Regions from separate parts of the Sus scrofa genome. Here all the other regions are linked to region 4. The links are chromatin contacts, called in public HiChIP or PLAC-seq and promoter capture Hi-C maps. All regions are on one chromosome and are shown on one strand. The core of a region is the stretch at or near the end of the contact, and the rest is flanking DNA. Distances in the headings are between cores, read along the strand shown. Region 1 holds the start of MAVS (mitochondrial antiviral signaling protein). Region 2 holds the start of CENPB (major centromere autoantigen B). Region 3 holds the start of AP5S1 (AP-5 complex subunit sigma-1). Region 4 holds the start of RNF24 (RING finger protein 24).

Region 1 (3,532 bases), core at 392-2,891, 160 kb after region 4:
TACTGTGTCCCAGGTTCTCCTTGCTGAGCTTTGCATGAACTACCCTATTTAATGCTTTTATGACCCCTACGCTACTGATGAAGAAACTGAGGCTTAATACAATGAGGCACCAATATCAAATGCTTTCACTGACGTGTGGAATCTGAAAAAAGGACAGACTGAACTTCTTTGCAGAACAGATGCTGACTCACAGACATTGAAAAACTTATGGTCTCCGGAGGAGACAGTTTGGGGCTGGGGGGATGTGCTTGGGCTGTGGGATGGAAATCCTGTGAAATTGGATTGTGATGATCATTATACAACTACAGATGTGATAAATTCATTTGAGTAATTAAAAAGAAAAAAGAAAGAAAGAAACTGAGGTTCAGCACATACAAACAAGCAACCAGGTAGCAGAAACAAAAACCCACAGAAGGAGTTTCCACTGTGGCACAATGGAATTGGTGGCGTCTTGGAAGCACTGGGATGCAGGGGGTGTTTTTTTGTTGTTTTTTTTTTTGTTTGTTTAACCACTCAATGAATTTTATTACATTTATAGTTGTGGGATGCAGATTTGATCCCCAGCCTGGTGCAGTGGTTAAGGATCCAGCATTGCCACAGCTTTGACTTAGGTCAGGACTGTGGCTCAGATCTGATCCCTGGCCCAGGATATCCATATGCCACGGGGCAGTCAAAAAAAAAAAAAAAAAAAAAACGCAGAAAACATTTACTGCAGAACTAAATGGCCAAACCCCACTAACCACAGACCCACATGCCACCAGCATCTGCAAGGAGAAAGCAGAGGGAAGCCTCAAGTTTTAATCTGGGGACAGCTAAAACTTTGATGGGTTCGGCTCACTGTGATAGGGGCTCATGGCAAGTGCTAAGAGGCTGGCCATCTGGCTCCCATGGACTCTCGAAATTGAGCCCCCAGGCTGCCTGCAGGACAGGTCACATGTCTGGAAGAATGGAACTGAAACTCAGCAGGAACAAGGACAAAAGAGATGAAGAGGAGTTCCCATCGTGACTCAGGGGAAACAAATCTGACTAGGAACCATGAGGTTGTGGGTTCAATCCCTGGCCTTGCTCTGTGAGCTGTGGGGTAGGTCGCAGACACAGCTCAGATCCTGCATTGCTGTGGCTGTGGTGTATGCCAGCGTTGTAGCTCTGATTCGCCCCCTAGCCTGGGAACCTCCATATGCCACGGGTGCAGCCCTAAAAAGAAAAAAGAAAAAAAAAAAAAAGAGGTGAAGCAAAAAAGACCATTCAGATGATAGCGCGTGGAGGGGGGGCAGAACCCAGAAATATGTGCCATATTTTGAAGCATTACCCCAAAGGGACACAAGAGGGAGTTCAGTGAGGTTGAAAAAGGCACCCCCTCCACCCACCCCCATCCCACACTTCATTCTGAAAGTTAGAAAACTGTTGAGTGCAGGAAGCAGGAAGCAGAGCACAGAGAAGGAGGGAGTAGGTCCGGGCTTGGGGGAAGCTCTGAATTCCACAGCCCTGCCCCCAGTCAGTGCCTGGCTGTGATGCCCTGGCTCACCTGGTCACTTGCTGTGAGGCAGGACAGGTAAGGCAGAATCTCCAGAACATGGATCTTGCAAAAATTCCTGTGATGGTTGCGGATATACTGATAAGTCTTGTCCTCGGCAAACGTCATCGCTATCCGGGTTGTGAAGTGACAGAGGGCTCTGGCCCATGAAGGGTAGATGGACTGACAAAGGGAAAAAAAAAAAGACTAGAGGAAAACAGACCACACTTGGGAATAGAGTTGGGAGTCGAGGTGGACAAAAGGCAATGCTTTCTGTTTCAACTCTCCGGAATTTTTGCTTTTTTTCTTTAATCTTCCTTTTCTTTTTCTTTTCTTTCTTTTTTTTTTTTCTTTTTTGGCCACACCTGGAGTGTGCAGAAGTTCCCAAGCCCGGGATCGAACCCACGCCACAGCAGTGACCAGAGCCACAGCAGTGACAACACCGGATCCTTAACCCACTGAGCTACCAGGGAACATCCTGCCTGAGTCTCAGAGGCCTTCAGTGAATTTGCTTAAAAATGAATTGATGACCAAAAAAAAAATCAGATCCAGAAGATCTAGGGCCCACTGGGGAGACCTCTGGCTCCCACTCCATCAGTCCTAGGTTTGAACATCTGAATGTGCTGACAGCCAGAGGGCTCCACCTAGAAATGCTGCATCTTTGGAGTTTACTGAAGGGGAAGGGGGGAGGGGAGGAAAAGGAGGAAGAGGAGAGAGAGAAGGCAACATGATAATAACAGGATGTATGCCACTCTAACTGTGAAGAAAATGAAATACCAAAAAATGAAGGGGGCTTGCTAGTTAGTAGAAGAGCAAAGCACTGAGGTCCTCAGGATCCAAAATCAGGCTCTTTCCAGAGCATGACTGCAGGCCCTAGAACAATAAAGTTTGTTATGTACATATTTTTAGGGTATGAGGTTGAGTTTCACTCCTGGGTGTGACCCAGGGCAAGTTATCAGCCTTTTGCAGGCCTGTCCTCACCCCTAAAATGGCTCAGGGCATTTGTTTTAATAATACAGTAGTGCAGCCTTATAAGCCTGAAATGTTCAAGTACCCCAGGGAGTTCCCTTGTGGCTCAGTGGGTTAAGGATCTGCCATTGTCGCTGCAGTGGCTCAGGTCACTGCTGTGGCATGGGTTTGATCCCTGGCCCAGGAACTTCCAAATGTCACAGATGTGGCCAAAAAAAATTCGAAAATAAAATGAAGTGCCCCCCCACCTCCCCGCAAAGAAGCAATTGCTGTAGGTTGCTTATACACCACTTACAACAATTTGCCATGATAGACCTCTTTGTTTGCTTATTTCTCATTTGCCTTTCTCATAAGGGAGAGCTGCAGGGAACAAGACAGACAAGATCTCTGCCATCATCCAATTTACATTCTACTGAGGTGGGACAGATAACAAATCAGTAAAATGTAACTCCAGCTAGGAATAAAGGTTATAGAAAAAAATGAAGTGGATGATGAGACAGAGCCCCTGAAGAAGGGTATGCTGCTTGAACTGGGATGGTCAGGGAGACCTTTCTGAATTGATGACATTGAGCCAAACCATTCTTGGCTGCAAGATAGTGCTTTGGGCAGAGGGCATAGCCAGTGAGAAGTCCAAAGGTGGGAAAACACTTGGCATGTTTGAAGATGAGAAAAGTAGATCAGAGCGGTCCAGGTTTAGAAAGCTAGGGGGAGGGGTAGAGATCAAGGTCAAGGAGGTTGTGAAGGGCCACTTATGTAGGCCATTATAGGAAAGGACTTTGAGTTTTATTTGGAGTGAAATGGGGAGCCATTGGAGGGTTTTGAGCAGGAAAAGGAGAAGACTTGATTTATGTTAAAGATCTCTGTGGTGGAGTTCCCATCATGGCTCAGCAGTTAACAACCCCAACTAGCATCCATGAGGATGCAGGTTTGATCCCTGGCCTCACTCAGTGGGTTACGGATCTGGTGTTGCCATGAGCTGTGGTGTAGTTCACAGACGTGGCTCAGATCCTGTGTTGCTGTGGCTCTGGTGTAGGCCAGCAGCTGTAGCTC
Region 2 (3,769 bases), core at 285-2,784, 220 kb after region 4:
GGAACATGATGGAGGATAGTGTGAAAAAAAGAATGTATATATATATATATACATATATATATATATTTGTATAACTAACTGGGTTGCTTTACTGTACAGCAGAAATTGAAAAAGAATTGTAAATCAACTATGATAATAAAAAAATAAAGCAGTAGTGAGTTATACTTTCTTCCCTTGGCTTCCAGACAGCATATGAGCTTGAATTTTCCCCTACCCCTTCAGCTGTTCCTCCCCAATTTCTTGTTAGTCCTTTCGTGAGCCCTTAACCTTGAACCCACGGCACTGTCTTTGGTCTTCTTTTTTTCTTTGTCTACAAACATTCCCTTGAAGTTTCATTCAGCCCCAGATCCTCAGCCTGTCCCCCTGGGTCACAGCCCTCCTCTCTGCCTACTCCTTATTGCTACTCTAAGAGATTTTTCTTTTAAACACTGAAATTTATTCATTGTTTCAAGAATCTGTCATCTTTATGTGTTCGATGCAGGAAGAGGTTTCGGGGATTTGTACATACATATGTTTATGTACATACCTGACATTATTTCTGAAGGTGCAAACACATTTATGGCTAAATGCATGGAACAGCACAAAAAGGTGACACACAGAGATGTTCTTAGTGTTTTGTGGATTGTGGGGTTATCATCAAACATTTAAAAGTGTAGTATTGCTTATAAAAATAACCTAAATATGTAATAGGCTACATCAATTAGTGTTCAACCATAAATGGAACAATATACAACCATTAAAAAGTTTGTTGGCAGTACTTTATCAGTAAGGCAAAATTCTCATCACTGGATCCTAGGTAAAACAGCAGGAGATGCCAATACACAGTCTATACCATCTGATGCTAGTTTTATGCAATAAATTTTTGAAAAGAAAACTGCATATGCCTAGAGAAAAGACTGTTAGGAAATGTAACAAAATATTACCTGCGCATCTTTCCAAGTTTTGGGGTGAAAGGTGCTTTTGAATTTCCTGTATTTTTCAGTTTCCGCAAAAAAGGTGGGTTTTTTTTACCTTAATAAAACAAAAAAGACAAAACACTGTTCTTCTTCATCAACAGCAAATCGCTGCCTACCCAGCGCAGAGGCTGAGACAGCGCCCCTCCTCCCCGCACGGTTGCCGACTGGCCACCGGACGCCCGAGAGCTGGCGGGTCCAGCAGGCCGAAGCGCCCCCGCGCGGTCGGTCCGGGGCGGAGGCACGGCGGTGGGGGGGGGGCGCTGAGGGCTGGGAGGCGGTGCCGGGCGTCCCCGCGCTTCCCGCGAGATCCCGCTCCGCCCGCTCCGCCCCGCTCGCCGCGCTCCCTGCTCCCCGCGCCGCGGCACTTCCTGCCTTCCGCGCCCGCGCCGCCCGCCCTCGCCCGCGCCCGCCGCCTGCCGCCCGCCGCCCGGCGCCGCGCCCGCCGGCGCCCCCGAAGGTGCCCCCGGCCCGGCCGGGTCGCCGCCCCGCCCCCCGCCCCGCGAGCCGCTTTGTCTCGGGCGGGGCGCGCGGGAGAGGCCGCCAGGTGCCCCCGCCGCGGGCCCGGGCCCCCCGCCCCGGGGCGGCGGCGGTGGCGCCGGGCCCCGGGGCGGGGGGCGCGCCGGGATGGGCCCCAAGCGGCGGCAGCTGACGTTCCGGGAGAAGTCGCGGATCATCCAGGAGGTGGAGGAGAACCCGGACCTGCGCAAGGGCGAGATCGCGCGGCGCTTCAACATCCCGCCGTCCACGCTGAGCACCATCCTGAAGAACAAGCGCGCCATCCTGGCGTCGGAGCGCAAGTACGGTGTAGCCTCCACCTGCCGCAAGACCAACAAGCTGTCCCCTTACGACAAGCTCGAGGGGCTGCTCATTGCCTGGTTCCAGCAGATCCGCGCCGCTGGCCTGCCGGTCAAGGGCATCATCCTCAAGGAGAAGGCGCTGCGTATAGCCGAGGAGCTGGGCATGGACGACTTCACTGCCTCCAACGGCTGGCTGGACCGCTTCCGCCGGCGACACGGTGTGGTGTCCTGCAGCGGAGTGGCCCGCGCCCGGTCGCGAAGCGCTGCTCCCCGGACCCCAGCGGCTCCCGCCAGCCCGCCCGCAGTGCCCTCGGAGGGCAGCGGTGGGGGTACAACGGGCTGGCGCGCTCGGGAGGAGCAGCCGCCGTCGGTGGCCGAGGGCTACGCCTCTCAGGATGTGTTCAGCGCCACTGAGACCAGCCTATGGTACGACTTCCTGCCCGACCAGGCCGCAGGGCTATGTGGCAGCGATGGACGGGCACGCAGGGCCACACAACGCCTGAGTGTCCTGCTGTGCGCCAACGCCGACGGCAGCGAGAAGTTGCCCCCACTTGTGGCCGGCAAGTCGGCTAAGCCCCGTGCTGGCCAAGCCGGCCTGCCCTGCGACTACACTGCCAACTCTAAGGGTGGTGTCACCGCCCAGGCCCTGGCAAAGTACCTGAAGGCCCTGGACACCCGCATGGCTGCAGAATCTCGCCGAGTCCTGCTGCTGGCTGGCCGCTTGGCTGCCCAGTCCCTGGATACCTCGGGCCTGCGGCATGTGCAGCTAGCCTTCTTCCCGCCGGGCACCGTGCAGCCACTGGAGCGTGGAGTGGTCCAACAGGTGAAGGGCCACTACCGCCAGGCTATGCTTCTCAAGGCCATGGCCGCCCTGGAGGGCCAGGATCGCTCAGGCCTGCAGCTAGGCCTCATGGAGGCCCTGCACTTCGTGGCTGCGGCCTGGCAGGCAGTGGAACCTTCAGACATAGCTGCCTGTTTTCGCGAGGCTGGCTTTGGGGGTGGCCCTAATGCCACCATCACTACTGCCCTCAAGAGTGAGGGAGAGGAAGAGGAGGAGGAGGAGGAAGAAGAGGAGGAGGAGGAAGAAGAGGAGGGTGAAGGGGAGGAGGAGGAGGAGGAGGAGGAAGATGGCGAGGAGGAGGAGGAGGAAGCGGGGGAAGGCGAGGAGCTAGGGGAGGAAGAGGAGGTGGAAGAGGAGGGTGATGTGGATGACAGTGATGAAGAGGAGGAGGAGGAGGAGGAGGAGAGCTCCTCAGAGGGCTTGGAGGCTGAGGACTGGGCCCAGGGAGTAGTGGAGGCTGGTGGCAGCTTTGGGGGTTACGGTGCCCAGGAGGAAGCCCAGTGCCCTACCCTGCATTTTCTGGAGGGTGAGGAGGACTCTGAGTCGGACAGTGAGGAAGAGGAGGAAGATGACGACGATGAGGAAGATGAAGATGATGAAGATGAGGAGGATGGTGATGAGGTGCCTGTGCCCAGCTTTGGGGAGGCCATGGCTTACTTCGCTATGGTCAAGAGGTACCTCACCTCCTTCCCCATTGATGACCGTGTGCAAAGCCACATCCTCCACTTGGAACACGACCTGGTCCATGTAACCAGGAAGAACCATGCCAGGCAGGCAGGCGTTCGGGGTCTTGGACATCAAAGCTGAGCCACTGGGCCTAGCCATGCCCCCAACCCGGATGTGGCAGCACCAGCCCAGGGCAGAGGACTCTCTGGGCAGCCACTGTGGATGGAGCCAGAGTGGGGAGCCCCAGATCCTTTAGTGATGTTCTCCTGGCCCTATGACAGGCCCAGTCACCTCGGTAGGGCCTGGGGCTGGCATCAGCCTCACTGCCTGCTATTGCCTCTTTCTCAGAATCCTCTATCCTCCCCATTTGCCCCTGGGCTTGGGGGACCAGGTGGGGAGGGTGGGGAGCTGTCCGGTGCTACCACACCGTGCCATCAGTGGACTAGGCCATAGTAGCAGCCAGGGATGGACCCTGGAAGCTTCTGGCCAGAGAGTGCCTCTCCCCTTCT
Region 3 (3,789 bases), core at 272-2,771, 200 kb after region 4:
TTACTGCAGCGGCTCAGGTCGCTGCTGTGGTATGGGTTCAATCCCTGGGCTGGGAACTTCTGCATGCTGTGGCCCAAAGAAAGAAAGCCAGAAAAGAACATCTAGCCATTTCTCAAACTGTAGAGGAGGAAACTAAGAAAGGATCTGCTTTACTGAGAGTCCAGATGGGCCGAGGTTGAGTAGTATGGTTGCCCTAGAATAAAAGAGACAGACGTAGGGCAAGCCTTGACCTCTCCACCTCCCTGGGGCACCCTCAGGCTTGCCCTATGTGGACCACCAATCAGCTTCCTCCTCTGTCTCCACCAACCCCCATCCACAGCCTCCAAACTGCTAACTCTGGTGCAGTAGGCCTCCTGTCTCCTACACACAGCAACTGGGCTTTTTCCTTGTAACCTGTCACCCAAGGGCATGTCCATGTGCAGAAAGGGCCCAAACCCTCAGGTTGGCTCCTTTCTTTTAATGTTTTCAGGTTTATCCTTTTCACCTGTGTGGTCTTGTAATCCCCTCATTGGTTCTAAGTAATAACAGCCACAGCAGACTTGGATAACCCTTGATGTGAAGCAGGCCCTGTTCTTTGTGATTTATATACACCAATTCATTTGCTCCAATCAATAGCCTTTGAAGGAGTGGCTTCACTATCCCCATTTTTCAGATGAGGAAGTTGAGGCACTGAGATCAAGTAATTTTCCTGATGTTACGCATGTGCTGAGGGAGGGGTGCAGGTCCTTAAATTTCAGCCTGTTTCATCCCCTTCCTTTTGTACCCCCTTCTCCATGCTCCCCCCACCCCCATCCCCTCAGAGTCACCAGAGACTGCGCCAGCCCCCACCCCCAGCTCCCAGAAGCCATAACCCCAGCCTAGTTTACCCACTCTAATCCAACCTTGGGAGCTTCCTTCCCACGTGGCTGGATGGACGCCATCCTAGGTATGCCCAATCCCAACCCAGGAGGCGCCCCCTCCCCGAGCCCTCCCCGCAGGGAGCCCCAGGCTCCACGTCTTGGCTGGGCTCCAGGAAGGCGAGGCACTGTGTGATTCGTCCTTTCAAACGCTGCTCTTCCTGCAAGGCTGAGAGCCGGGAGGCCCCACGAGGCAGCTCAGGCCCAGCCACGTGAGGCCTCTTCCCTTCCCGCTGCCCCAGGCCCCGCTGACTCAGAGACTGGCAGCTGCATCACTGCCCCTTCCAGGGGTGTGCGTGCTGGTGTGGGCCGGGTGGGGCGGAGGCTGTCCCAGCAGCACTGCTTGGCACCCACACAAACTCCCGTGTGGGTTGGGTGGGAATGCTTCTTACCTTCTGTCCCATAACCGTCTTCTTTGAACAATGGAATGAATAACTTCACATCATCCAACATTCTCTCAAGGCATGAATTTCAAGGCTGCAGCACAGCAAGTCCCCCACCATTACTCAACTTCCCTCTCCTGATTGTTTCCAGATTCCATGTGGCTATAGACCTCCTTGTATAAACAATCCTTCATTTCTGCACCAGCAGTTTTATTGCTTCTGGAAAATAGGGTGCCTCTGTGTTCAATTCTGGGGATTAAAGACTTTTTAGAAATCTAAATTTCTAGATGGTTGTGAACTGTTGTCACTGGACAGATTCAAGCCAGTGACTTACAGTTAGTTAACTCCCAAGAGTCACTTAAACTTTTCTAAGAATCTGACTTGAGGGAGTTCCCATCGTGGTGCGGCAGAAACGAATCCAATAGGAACCATGAGGTTGCGGGTTCAATCCCCGGCCTCGATCAGTGGGTTAAGGATCCGTCACTGCCTTGAGCTGTGGTGTAGGTTGCAGACTCAGCTGGCTTGGATCCTCCGTTGCTGTGGCTCTGGTGTAGGCCGGCAGCTGTAGCTCTGATTGGACCCCTAGCCTGGGAATCTCCATATGCTGAGGGTGCAGCCCTAAAAAGCAAAAAAAAAAATCTAACTTGAGAAAAAAACTAAGACTAAGATCAGGTATTTTGGTGTAGGAGAGTCAGAAAATGGGCTGGGACCTCTGCTCTGCTCCATCACAGCATGTAGGTTCAGCCACTTGATAGTTACGAGAGCTCTTTGCTATAAACAGTCACATTTTCTAGTTAAGAAATAACATTTATCAATTTTGATGAAAATATGGAGCAACAAAAGTCTCAGACACTGCTGGTGAGAGAAGGTAAGCTGGTATAGCAACTTTGGAGAACTATGTGGAAAATATACATGCCACAACCTAATGGTTCCACTCCTGGCATAGTCCCAACACAATCTGAAATAGTTGTAAATAATCCATGGAGGGCAGAATGAAAATGTTCTATATTTTAATTGTGGTGGCAGACACCAAACCGCATTCATCAAAACCCACCAAACTATGTATGTAAGAGAGTGAATTTTACTGCGTATAAGTTATACCTTGATTTTTTTTGGCCACGCCCATAGCATGTGGCAGTCCCTGGCTAGTGATCAAAACTGTACCACAGCAGTGACCACTACAGTGACAACACTGAATCCTTAACCCACTGCACCACAAGGGGAATTCCTACCTTAATTTTTTAAAATTTAAAAGCCAGAAGGGGGTTCCCATTGTGGCTCAACGGTAACAAACCCGACTAGGATCCATGAGGATGCAGATTCAATCCCTGGCCTCACTCAGTGGGTTAAGGATCCAGTGTTGCTGTGAGCAGTAGTGTAGTTCACAGACATGGCTCAGATCCCGTGTTGTTGTGGCTATGGCATAGGCCCCCAGCTACAGCTTCGATTCAACCCCTAGCTTGGGAACTTCCATATGCTGCAGGTGTGGCCCTTAAGAAAAAAAAAGATAAAAGCCAAAATAGAATGAATAATTCAATTTGGGGAGATATCCATATAAATGAAATACTACACAGCAATGAACAAGAACAAATTATTGCTAAAAGAAACATGATGGATCTCAAATTCATTATGCTGAGTGCAAAAAGCCAGATACCAAAGAATATTATTTCATTTAGATGATGCTCAAAAACAGGTGAAACTAATCTTTATGATAGGTCAAAACAGTGTGGGTAACTAGGAGGGAACAGGAGGGAATTCCCTGGGATGCTAGAAATGGCCACATTTGAGCTGTGTGTTGCCTCCTCTCATCTGTGCTTGATGTGTAAGATGTGTATCTTTTAGAAAGTGTCAGTTTTCCCCCAATTTAAAAAGGAAACATTTTTTTCAGGTATGTTCTGGTGGCCTAGCAGTTAAGGATCGGGCATTGTCAGTGTTGTGACACAAGTTCGATCCCTGGCCTGGGAAACTCTGCACGCCTTTGGCATGGCCAAAAGCAAAAACAAAAACCAACACAAAAAAAATATTTTTAATTGTCATTGCAAGTTATCTGGTGAGCAAATACGACTTGGCCAACTTGGCCAGGCCAGGTACAGGTGGCTCTTTACTTGGGCCCAACTCCAAGCAGCTTCTTAATCCTGTGAGGGCTGCACAGAATTCCTGCCCCGCCTTGGCCTAAGCAAAACAACCTTTAAAACTGGCTGGCAGCCCAGGATTTTAAACTGCTTCCTTGCCTGATCCACTCCCCTTTTGGAGCATCCAGGAATAAAGTTCAAGCTTCTCTTCCTGGCGGGAAGGGAGTTTTGGGCACCTCTGCCGCATCCCCTGAACTTCTCTCTTGGAAGTTTCATCCTCGCTTGACCAGGGCCCCCCTTTCTGCCTTCCTATTCTGACTCCCCTGCACAATGAGCTGAATACTGAGCTCGTGTGCTTAGCAGGCACTAGGTAAGAGTGTCTCAGAGTTCCCGTCGTGCTGCAGCAGAAATGAATCCGACTAGGAACCATGAGGTTTG
Region 4 (3,523 bases), core at 249-2,748:
CCCCTAGCCTGGGAACCTCTATGCCGCGGGAGCGGCCCAAAGAAATAGCAAAAGACAAAAAAAATATAAATAAATAAATAAAATTTCATTTAAAAAAAAAAAGTGACTGTTGAGTGTTGCTAGGTAAGTGTTGCTTCTCTAATCAAGGGAAAAGCAGGAACACCAGGCACTGAAGGCGAGACACTCTGATGCTGTTCTGGAAATGGCTAGAAAAGAAGTGCTAAAGTGCCACTGGGCAGAGAAAGAGAAAAAGACAGCAACATGGGCAGATTTGCATATCATGAGAATTGACTTGCATAAGAATGTATTGAGACTTCAGCAGTAGAGCTAGAGAGAGTTGAGGAGGACTGATTTAAACAGTGAGAGGTAGCAGATCCTCCTGGCAACTGGTCCAGTTGAGCTAGGAAGGGAGGGAGAGAAGGGAAAAGGACCCCTGACACAGGCTTCAGTGACAGGGGGTGAGGGATAGGTTGTTGATAAGCACTCTTTCTTTTGCCACTCTCTCTCTACCCATGCTTCCACCCATCTCTTACCTTACAGAACTTCTTGAGATGTTCGTTGATGTTAGTCTTTACTTCCCCCCTTACCTTGGATATTTATTGTTTGCCAAAGAAGAAGGAACTTGCCTACAGGCGCTTTCTACTATTATTTTGCTTCCCAAAATTAAGCCCCTGAGCTGTTTATGGTTTGTGTGAGGGGGCTTGGAGGGTAGGAGAAGAAAGGAGACTCTCAAGGGGTGATTTAGGGACTGAAACAAAGTGGGGCAATTGTCTCTGTAATTTCCCTGAGCTACAGGGCCCACACACTCAGCCGAAGAGCCTCAGAGACTCCCAGCAGCCCCCGAAGAGTTCTGTGGCCCACGAGTAGCAGAACCAAGGGGCTGGGAACAGGAGAGTGTCTCTGCAGAACACACTGCCTGCCAAAGACAAGGGGCCTCCACTTGATCTTTGGAGATTCATTAGATAAACCCTAAACCTTCTTATTACAGAAAGGGCTGAGATTTCCTCAAAACAAAGGTCAATTCCTGGCCTGCTCCATGGAATGGGAGCTGGGGCCTGGTCGATGCACATAAATAAAGTAATGCACTCTTTCTTGCACACACTCCTCTCCACTATTTGGGCAGATTCTGGGTATCAGAAGTCTGAGAGGATCTGCTGCAGGTGACACAGATGGAGGAAAGAGGCAATGTGCACCTTATCTATCGGACTCCTGTGACCCGGAATGCTGGCAGTCTGGGTGCTAGGAAAGAGGTAGCGTTCCAAGCTTTCCCTTTAAAAAATGCTTATAGGACAAGAAAAAATACTAAACACAGGCGGAGGAAGACAGCTCCGCCCTGGGACAACCCCAACGGGCGGAGCGAGGACTGGCCACCGCGCTCCGCGCCTGCGCACTGCGGACTCTGAAGTCAGGACGATCTCAGGGAGGTGGGCGGGGCTGCCCGGGCATCCGGGTCCCTCACCCCGCCCCCGCTGCATGAATGAGAGGCGCGGTGCCGCCCCTCCCCCACCGGGCCCGCCCCTCGCCGGGGCCGCTGCGCGCAGTCCGCCGCTGCCACCTCAGCCGCGCTAGGTCCCGGCAGACGCCAGCCGCTAGCCTCCAGACGCTGACGGTCCTGCCACGCTCGCCGCCGCCGCCGCCGCCGCCGACGCCGCGGGCACGACAGAGTAAGTGAGCAAGCAAGGGCGGGGGCGCCGAGGGTCGTCACCCCCAGTCTGGGGCTTAGTGGACCGGGCGGGTCCAGGTTCGGGATGCTGAGGAGACCGTGGGCCCACTCCAGCCTCCCCCACTCACACTCCTGGCGCCTCCGCGGGGAGCTGGGAGGGGTGGGACAGCTGCCCCAGGTCGGGAGGGACGCGGAGGAGGGTCCGCCCCGATCCGGAGGGTGGGTCACGCACAAAGGGAGGCGCGGGGCTGTCCCCGGGAGGTCACAGAGGGACGGTGCGGGGCACCCCGAACGCCCTCCTAGCCAGTGCCCGGCGTCGGGTCCCCGGGCGTGGGAGGCTCCTAGGATGAGCAGGGAGGACGAGGTTGGCTAGGACGGCTGCCTGCGTTTTGGCGATGGGAACGCGCCGTGGGGGGTGCGGCGTGGCAGTGTTTTCCTGGTCCCCATCTGCTCCTCCCCTTTCTTTGTGGCGTTTGTCTCGTGCCCATTTGTCACTGTGTGTAAACTGTGGTCTGGGGTAAGACCTCTCGCCTCGGCTAACTCATTTAATGAAAGTCAGGTGCGGGCCTGTCTGTGAGTAGGGGGCGTGTGTGCGTCCTCAGGCCGGAGAATTAAAGACCCTCCTTTGTTTCCGGAGACGTAATGGTGTGTGTGTCACCTATGAAATGAGAGAATCAGAGATCATTAAAAAGGGTATGAGGAAAAAAGATGTATTACTCCATCAGATCGTCACCTCGTTCTGCCTCTGCTGTTTTTTCAAATAGTATTTCTTTGTTTCTTACTGTAAAAGCAGTGGGTTAATTGAAAATATGCCTCTAGTCTCATATCTGTTTATCTAGAACACTTGGTTTTGGGGTTTAGTCAGTGGTCATATACTCATATATATGTACATGAAACTACCCTACATTACCAGTTAACTAAAATGCACTTTTTAGTTCATTGGTAATATGTCTATATAGTCATACTGGTCTATAGAAATACTCCAACATATCTATGACACTGTTTTCTCTGCTTCTCTGTAAGGCAGATTTTGTTTCTTCCTGCCTCTCAATGTTAATAAGAACGTAGTCCAGCAGGTTCTCTTCACCTCTTTGCCTTTTTTTTTTTCCCCCTTAATGCTTTGGCAAAGGGTTTTATTGCGTATTACCCTGGCATGCACCCTTGCTTTGATCTGAATTTCCCTGTGTTGTTGTCTGGTTATGCAGCCCAGCTCAATGGCTCCTCTTACAGGACTGCTGGAAAACAGAACACCTTTTATCATTGTCCTCATCCCCAGAGAAAAGAGGAAGCTCTGCAGGTTCCCACATACTTAGGCTCTGTGGAACTGACTTTGTTGTCTAGGTGAAGTTATGAGGAGTCACAGCTGATGTGAACCAATTAAAAAGAAGCAATTGTAATACCACAGCTGTTCCTTGCTATTTCACTTGGATCTTTTTCTCTTCTTAAACCAGATTTTGTAAGTTTTAGAAGATAGTGGGTTGCATTTTCAGTTTCTTTATTACCGTTATTATTTTACAGAGTGACAGGAAATTAGCTAAACTCAGTTAATGTAAGAAACATACCTCCAAAGCATTTTTATTATGATCTTTTGATTCAAAAATAGCAGCAATTAAAAAAAATTAAAAGGAACTCATTAGATGATATGCCTAATTGAACTGATTCAGTTTTAAGATTCTCTTTAAGATTATATTTTAATCACATGTATTTTAATTCCTGGTAGTTTTCAGTGCAAAATGAAATCTAAATGAAGCAGGCTTCCGCAGCATCTGTTTGTGTATGTTCCCTCTGAAAAAAAACATTTGCTTTTAATTTGAAGGGGAAATTTTCCATTGGTTGGAACAGGATCCATTTTTCTTGGTT

The links. Promoter capture Hi-C pulls out the DNA fragments that hold promoters and counts their contacts. HiChIP or PLAC-seq counts read pairs in DNA pulled down with a chosen protein or histone mark.
Region 1: a contact with region 4 is called in an H3K27ac HiChIP or PLAC-seq map of alveolar macrophages. The contact joins the promoter of MAVS here to the promoter of RNF24 in region 4. A contact is called at or near these places in 1 of 5 promoter capture datasets (liver), 1 of 47 Hi-C or Micro-C datasets (heart right ventricle) and 1 of 2 datasets of contacts at active chromatin or transcription factors (alveolar macrophages).
Region 2: a contact with region 4 is called in a promoter capture Hi-C map of liver, with 4 times the contacts expected there. The contact joins the promoter of CENPB here to the promoter of RNF24 in region 4. A contact is called at or near these places in 1 of 5 promoter capture datasets (liver), 8 of 47 Hi-C or Micro-C datasets (embryonic fibroblasts, epiblast stem cells, fetal liver and 3 more) and 2 of 2 datasets of contacts at active chromatin or transcription factors (alveolar macrophages and skeletal muscle).
Region 3: a contact with region 4 is called in a promoter capture Hi-C map of liver, with 4 times the contacts expected there. The contact joins the promoter of AP5S1 here to the promoter of RNF24 in region 4. A contact is called at or near these places in 2 of 5 promoter capture datasets (fetal skeletal muscle and liver), 6 of 47 Hi-C or Micro-C datasets (heart right ventricle, liver, skeletal muscle and 1 more) and 1 of 2 datasets of contacts at active chromatin or transcription factors (alveolar macrophages).

What each region holds. Positions count from the first base shown.
Region 1 is chr17:31,863,593-31,867,124 of Sscrofa11.1, forward strand. MAVS (mitochondrial antiviral signaling protein) reads right to left here and starts at 1,642. Exons shown (of 6, transcript NM_001097429.1): 1 at 1,526-1,642. The coding sequence starts at 1,642.
Region 2 is chr17:31,928,312-31,932,080 of Sscrofa11.1, forward strand. CENPB (major centromere autoantigen B) reads left to right here and starts at 1,535. Exons shown (of 1, transcript XM_021077378.1): 1 at 1,535-3,769. The coding sequence starts at 1,581. The coding sequence ends at 3,401. It also overlaps a transcript of CDC25B not described here.
Region 3 is chr17:31,905,312-31,909,100 of Sscrofa11.1, forward strand. AP5S1 (AP-5 complex subunit sigma-1) reads right to left here and starts at 1,522. Exons shown (of 5, transcript XM_021077709.1): 1 at 1,289-1,522.
Region 4 is chr17:31,703,857-31,707,379 of Sscrofa11.1, forward strand. RNF24 (RING finger protein 24) reads left to right here and starts at 1,499. Exons shown (of 6, transcript XM_021078063.1): 1 at 1,499-1,664.